Linked DNA regions of Sus scrofa: region 1 is linked to region 2. Evidence: chromatin contacts called from public Hi-C data. All regions are on one chromosome and are shown on one strand. Each heading gives the region's core, a stretch centred on a gene start, on an enhancer-like site or on the middle of the called end of the contact. The rest is flanking DNA. Distances are from core to core; before and after follow the strand shown. Region 1 overlaps FOXO1 (forkhead box protein O1). Region 2 overlaps LOC102159588 (a long non-coding RNA gene).

Region 1 (3,707 bases), core at 792-3,291, 420 kb after region 2:
GGGCAGGAGCTTAGAGGTATTACAAACACAAACCCACAACTCCAAACACACTGTGGGGGGAGTGGGGCCAGAGAGTCACAAGCTCCAACAGAAGCAGTGGAACCATGCTTCAAACAAGGAAGCCCAAATTCAATGCCCCACTGGCCACACGGGCAACTGACAGCATCTGGAGAGCCTCTGGGACATGTGGACAAGGAAGCGGGGGCTCCTGAGGAGGAGGAGGTGACTCTGATTGCTCTCTGCCTGCAGCACAGACTCTCACTATCTGCTCACTCTGCAGTCTCTGTCATCAGGGCCCTGATCCCAAGTCCAGGAGTGGGTTCTGGACGCCCTAGACACCCAGAGCAGGGCTCTGCGTGTAACCCCCAGACTTCCCCAGCTTCCTCTGCCAAGTGGATGCAGTGCTCAGCTGACCGAGCCCCTGGACCCCTGTGGAACCCCTCTCCCAGACCACGAAAAGGCTCTGGCTGGATGTGTGGTCAGCCAGGGATGCAGCCACAACGCCCACATCCTCATCCATCACTGTGGGATGCAGATGCTGTGTGCCTATCACTGCACCGGAACAAAGCCTCTGCACAGCAGGACAGGTTGGGCCAACACAAACCATGAGCTCACAATTCTTATTAAAAGAAGACAGAAAACAAAAAATGGCGGGGGGGAATCTTACTTTCTCAAAGGCAACGCAAAAGTCAGAGTGAGGCCGGACAGTCAAGGCTGAGAAATCCACGCCCTCTGACCCTCTGTACTACATTCCACCAAGGATTGCAACACAGCAGCTATGTGACAAGCCCTTCTGCCAGGGCCCGGATGAGTGTGGGTCAGCCTTGACCCTGAATGGGGGCTTCGGGAGGGATGCTAGGCCGGTGCGGAAGTGGATGGCAGTGAGGGTTCGCTTCTGTTGCCAAGATTCTGATTCTCCTCTTCCCTTCCCACTTACAGATCTCATCCCGAACTCTAGACCAGCTTTGAGGTCTTCAGGTACATACGAGAATCCCTAAAAAAGGCTGAACACTACATTCCTCTCATGTCCTATTTCGACCCCAGGAACATTCCCCAGACCCTATGGGAAGGTTGTTCTTACACACATGCACACACCACAGCCTCCTCTGCTGGGCCGGCCAACACTAGCAAACCAAGTTCTGCAGTCCTCCTTAAAGCCGCAGGCCTGCCCCAGGAGAGACCTGGAATGAGCCTGTGACAAGCTCTGTAGCCGAAAGTCTGGGCATTTGCACAATATTCCATCCCGACTATCTTGTTCTTTGAACACAATAGACTCACAGATAAGCCTCGATGAGATCTCTGGAGGAAAGGAAGTTTGACTCCGGTCCCTGTCACATTTAGTTAATGATAAAAGGGGAAGATCTTCCTAGATAGTGGCTTCCTGACCGTCTGTCTGCACTGCCTGGGGGAGGGGCTGGCGCTGCCCTACAGACACTTAATTACATCAGATCATCTGCAACTGCAACCAGGGGCCATCTCTAACAAGACCGCAGAATCTGCACCCATGAAATCGTTTCAAAGATCAGGAAGTATATTCACTAACTCAGGTGGGACATACACTAACTTATTAGCACTTAGACGTACCAAAAAGACAAAAAAACAAAAACAAAAAAAAGGCCTCACAGCAATCCCTTACTTATCAAAACATTATGCTACATACTTTCCTAAGAGGACATTTCAGGTCGCTCTTTGAGCAACAGAGCTGTCTCTTAACTTTGCCAACAATTAAAAAAAATTTTTTTTTTCCGAACAGGAAAAGGTTTGCTATGCAGGGCTTGTTACATAAATTCCTGTTTTTCACACAGCCAGTAGGACATTAAAGAAGCTATGATTTCCAATTGGGGGGAGGGAAGTCGGAGTAGGGGGGTGCTGAATAGGTAAAGCTTGTAAACGTATGTGTCGCTATTAACGATGGTACGTCTGCAAATCTCTGCCAGCCGAGGCGGACGCAGCCGAGGCAGGGAAAGAACGGTTCACTGTGATCTGTGCAGAAAGTCACACGCAACCAGCAGTGCTCTGAGCTGTTCAGTTCTTCAACCGTGAACAAATACCACGTGAGGAGAGAGGCTGGGTGTGAGGACAGAAGACTCGTGCACTGTGAATCACTTACCCAAACCCCGAGTTTCTACATGAGACCGTTAGAGAAAAGGACAAATCGGCAACTCCCCTGCACGAGCTGTCCTCCTCTGCAGCCGGGGCTGGCTGCTGGTGTGCAGCTGCTTTCCTCCGCACTCGCCCCGCTGCCACCTGCCACTGGCGTCCCTGGCCACCCCAAGCGGGGCCTGACCCCTTGGAAGTCCGTGGCTCCCAGGGGGAAGGGGTGCCCTGGACACACTGTGCCCTGGCTTGCTCAACCTGCTCTGCTGCTCAGGTGTTCCACTTTGTTCACTCTATGGACTGGATTCCAAGCCTCTTAAAGAGAAAGGGGCTAGAGTGTGTTTTTATTTCCAAATCTCAAAGCCCCTAACAGATGCTCTACACATTCAATCAATGAACATTTTTTGACTGACATCCCTGAAACATCACAGGCAAGGTATAATGCCTTCCACATCTTTTCTCCACCCACTCGTGTACCAACTCACACCAAGTAACTTTTATTGGGACTGATTTATGCTGGGTATAGTGAAGGACATCAGAATGAATTAGTCACGGAGTCTGCCCTCCAGGTGTTTTATGATCTACCTGGGGAAGGAACAAGTCCACCTATCTATCCACTCAGGACAGAAGATGATGCACACAGGGCTGTCCAGGACCTCAACTTTTTCCTGCCAAAGGCTGCCGCCTCCCCACAATTTTTTTTTTTTTTTGCTTTTTTAAAGGACCACACCAGCAGCATATGGAATCGGAGCTGCAGCTGCCAGCTTATACCACAGCAACACCAGATCCAAGCTGCATCTGTGACCTACACCATAGCTCACAGCGACACTGGATCCTTAACCCACTGAGCAAGGCCAGGAATCAAACCCGCAACCATATGGATACTAGCCAGATTCGTTTCCACTGTGCCTGAACGGGAACTCCCCACCTCCCCACAATTTCTATCTCAGCCAAAGTGTCCTTTCCTTCTGGAAGCACTTTCTGAGAACCCCACCCTATCCTGCAGCTAACCTAAGTCCTGGCTGACTCACCACACCTATGGTTCTGCCATGTCTAACTCCCCGCTACACTGTGAGCTGCATGAGTGCAGGGGGCGGGGGCCTCAGCTGTTTTCTTGTGCACAGCATCCTCCCAGCTCCATCACCAAGTAGACACTCAAGGACCTGTTGAATGGATTAACTGGGCCTACATTTACAGGACGCTTGCGCAGATTAAATGAGATTGCGGGTGGCGTTACCTCAAGCACTGTCAGCTGGGGCTGCAGTACTGATTAGGACATCAGCATCCATAAAATAACATGCCTGCGTTTTAAAGACGTACCCATATGACAAACGTGAGTCTCGTTTCTTCATAATCATACCTTGTACTGTTCCTACCAACATGGGGCTTTTTTACATGTCAGTTACTGGAAAAGCAGCCTAGTTTGGGGTTAAGAGTTAAGCTACTTTCTCCTTCACTGGGTAGAGTCTCAGGTGTGGCAGGCAGATGTTAATGAAGAAATTCTGATACTAACACTGGTCGGTTAACACGCTTGCCCACTGTGTCTTCAGACGCCTTCTCAAGGCTGCTGGCATGTGGGTACCACACACAGCTGTGGGCTCTCTGTGCTC
Region 2 (3,881 bases), core at 121-2,620:
TTAGTTTATTCCACATAGTTGTTCTCAGGAATCAAGTCAGAAAGGCAATAATGTGTAAAGATGTTTAAGTGGGCTTTTGAAAGTTGAAAAGCAGCTATATCGGGAAGGCAGAGTCAGCATTAGTTTATTTTAGCTGAATCCGACACAATGTCCTTGTAATAGGAAAAACTTAATCCAAGAGATACATTATAATAATCTTGTTGAAACAAACATCATCTGGTATTGCTGCAAGCGTCTAGAACTCCCTTTGCCAAAATAACCGATTCGATTTTGTAGTTCTTAGAGTGTCACATTGACCCCAGCCCTGTTGTCATAACTCTCTGTTTATTTTCCTCCAGAGTGGGACGCTTACAGCAACATGAAATGTCTGTTTTCTTTTCCAGGCCTTGTTGGCCTTCTACCAGAATATCAGAGACTGATCTTTCTAAACACCCGATCAACGTATACTTATTGGACACGTTCTGTTTGCAAAACGCTATACCAAGGTCTGTGTTTGTTCATGCTTTCCTCATTTTCTGTCTATGGCTGTGGATTAACTCTGTTAAAATTTCTGTATTACGAAGATCACAGAACAGATGCAAGAGGGGTTCATTGTCCCTTTTATCTCTCAGAATGTCTAACAGAAGAAAGTCGAATCTAAAACACTTTGTGAAAATATTAAAGAACACCATGGTTCCTTTAGCCCAAAAGGCAAATTTCTGAAGGAGATAGACTCATAGTAAAACAATGTTAATCTGATTTTAATGGGCATTTCTTGACCACCTCTTTTGACCTAAGCTCCAGAATACAAAACTTCCTGGCTTGGACAAGTCACTTAACCTTTCTGGACCTCAATGTCTTTATCTATAAAATGGGGGAAGAAATAAAACACTGGGGAAGCTCTTAGAAAGCATTTATTACCTTGTTTCATCCTCTCAAAAATCCTGTGAAGGAGACATCGTTCCTTATTGTATCTGATAAAACTAGAGCTTGGCTTCCTGAGCAAAGCAGCACACCCAAGTTCGCATGGTTGGCGATACACTTTATTTTCAAAAGCCTGTGCTCTTTTCCCTGGGACCAAAGCCCCAAGACTAGAGGCCTGCCTTTGGAGAAGGCAAAAGCCTAAGCAGGCAGTGCCAGCTTTTATTATTATGCAACTCAAATCGCCCTCATCCCAGGGACGTGCACACTCCGGCCTCAGAATTTCTTGGTATCTGTGTTTGCAGGTCAGCACGCACAGAACTTTGCAGTTTCCAAACACAAATGGCCCGTTTCAAAGCTACGCAAAGCCAGACTGACTTTCAAGTCAGAAAGTTCCATTCCCCCCGCTTTGTGTGCCCTGGGACGCTTTGTGTGCTGGAGGTCAAGTTTTCCCAGTGATAAGGCAGATTGGACGAGGAAGGTCTCCAAAGCAGGAAAGCTGAGCGTGAGCGCCCCAAAGGTTATCCGCGGAGAGACGGCCTTGAGAGGACAGCTTTATCTAAGAGCACTTGCCGCCGGGAGTCGGGTGGGAGCAAACACATGCTATTCCCGCCAAAGGTCACAGGCCTAGTGGGGCAGCTGACAAACCCAGGATGGCTTCTAACTACAGCACGTGAACTATACCAGGGACCGGGCAGCAGTGACACTGAGAAAGTTCCTTTGGGAAGTGCAGCGGGTTTTAGGGCCTCAAAATTCAGGAGAGCGTCTTATGTTGCTGCCATTTCTCCCCTCTCCTTTGCCCCTCCCCTCCCCACCTTTTTTCTTCTTCTTCCTCCTCCTTACCCATCCTCTCAGAGAACCAGAATCTGTTCACTGAACTCTGTCCATGGAACACAAAGCCTACTCTGGCCTACATGTCCATCATTTTGTATTTAGCTAATAAACCCTCATGAGCTAGGCCTCATGCCAAGGCTGCCCAGGTTCCACTCAGGGTGACGTGCATACGTTTTTCTACCCTTGTTCCACGTACTCATTCTTGGAAATGCTGTTTCCCTCAGGTCCTGTTCCAGATGCTGACAAGGAGGCCTCCTCCCTCAGCTCCAGGTAGTAAAGCCTATTGGAATTCCAGCAAGGGAAGTTTCCAGAGATGTATCTGGAATCGCTACCTAAAGAAGTTAGAATAAACGATCATATCTAACATCCAATGCAAGAGGCATTTGTTACTGTCCCTAAAGGAAACCTGTAACAACACTCTCATTTATTATTTTTTTAAACCTTATAGAAAGAATGCATGTGTCTGCAGAATGGACTAGTAAGGGCGGCAAAATGATGGTTTTTGCTCTGGTCACCTTCCAGGCTTCCTCCTAGAGGAAGGGGGCCAGTCTGCAGTCAGATGTACTGGGGGCTGCTCCAAGCCCAGCTCCTCCTGAGCCCAGCCAGGTCTCCAGGGACGCCCTCCTGTCCCAGGAAGTGGCAGGCCCAGCTTTGCCCAGCACCGTCCCCCACTTGCTATTCCAGCTGTCACATCGCCCTCCTGCCAGCAGCTCCCCAGAGGTCAAGGTGAAGGGCTGGAGGCCCACGCACTCAGAGGCCGTGTTCCATGATGCCCTGGGGGAGAGCACTGTGTAAGCCTGGCAGCCACTATCTTCTAAACCCTCAGTCTTCCTGGCCCAGGAACGGTGGTTGTGGCAGACTCTCCTGGCAGCCTTCCTCTCTAATCTCCATGGTTCACCTCTGAGCACTCTACGCAAATCTTCCTTTTCTTTGGTAACTCCAGTCAAATTTGCAGAATCCAAATTCAATGAGGGCTGAAGTCATTTTCCACATTGGCTGCCTTATGTGCTTAGATTCAGCCCCCAATTGTTTAATTCTTGGCTCCATGTGGACTGCGTGGATATAGCCTGAAATTCCTTATGTCCCCAAAGCATCTACAGGACCACCCCCCCAAGTGAACTCCATCCACCCGCAGCATGCGTAGCTCGGTTACATCCACAACCAGAGAGGAAGAAGGTTCTACTTAAAGGCCCCAAGAAAGAGAGAGCATCTCTCCTGACCACAGCAAGGGGTAAAATACCTGATACCACTGCCGGATTCGGTGTGTGAGGCTGGGGTAATTTCATAAAAAGGGCTCAGAATGGAGAGAGAAGAATCCTGGATTCTAGCCTCGTTCCTACTGTGTGAAAAGCAAGGGATCCTTAACCTTTCTGTGTTGCCTCGTGGACCCCCCTGAAGCCCCGCTAGATGCTTTGGAACCTTAAGCATATCCACCCCCAATCTGAGGAAACAGATAACAGCCTGCGCCGTCTCTCCTCCTGGTCTTTTCCAGCACCAAACCCTCGGGGCCATTAATCCTGCATCCGGCGGGAAACAATCCAGCAAGTTATATTTTACTGTTCGAAATGCTAATTGTCCCATGTAGCCTTGAGAGTGAAACCAGAATAGTGTGGGGAAGTTTAATCAACTGGTCGTCGTGTAGCTCCGTCTCGTCCTTGGTTTTTATGAAATGCTAAAATTATCCTCGGCTCCTCCAAGCGTTAGGGAGTTCCATATGGTTTATATCCCGGCAATCTAGCAATTCATCAATCTGTTTACATACTGATGTTATACTTAGATTGATATTTAACCCTCCTCCGAATCAGGCCTTGCAAAAGATTTGCAAATGACTGCTTTGCAGTAATAGAATAGATATTGCACCAAACGGAAAACAGTCATCATTTAGCTACAAATCATGGTCCCTTTCTTTTTATTTACACATACATAACCGCATATTCACGCATACGCACGAGAGCTGGCTATGTCACAGCCCCTGACATTGACAAGTATGTCAACTACTGAATGTTGATTTGTTAAACAGCAACTAAAGTTCTGGATATAAACAACCTCTTATAGAAATGCACATAAAGTAAATGTGCAGCTATCAACACACACATAAAAAGTGTGCACTCAACTTATCACTCTCTCGCTCTCTGCCTGTTTTTATT

Evidence for each region. Hi-C and Micro-C count contacts between places; a contact is called where the count stands out from the background.
Region 1: a Hi-C map of liver shows a contact between it and region 2, with 1.8 times the contacts expected there. The contact joins two enhancer-like sites. A contact is called at or near these places in 3 of 47 Hi-C or Micro-C datasets (epiblast stem cells and liver).

Annotation. Positions count from the first base shown.
Region 1 is chr11:15,323,515-15,327,221 of Sscrofa11.1, forward strand. The region is part of intron 1 of FOXO1 (forkhead box protein O1); the gene reads right to left. Among named protein-coding and RNA genes, the nearest start is that of FOXO1, 85 kb to the right of the region's middle. Within about 2 kb of position 2,042, at least 31 of the 83 cell types and tissues checked have an H3K27ac peak or open chromatin away from gene starts, as enhancers often do. A contact at or near this core is called in liver, where this site is marked.
Region 2 is chr11:14,899,736-14,903,616 of Sscrofa11.1, forward strand. All of the region lies in intron 2 of LOC102159588 (a long non-coding RNA gene), which reads right to left. Among named protein-coding and RNA genes, the nearest start is that of COG6, 330 kb to the left of the region's middle. Within about 2 kb of position 1,371, at least 11 of the 83 cell types and tissues checked have an H3K27ac peak or open chromatin away from gene starts, as enhancers often do. A contact at or near this core is called in liver, where this site is marked.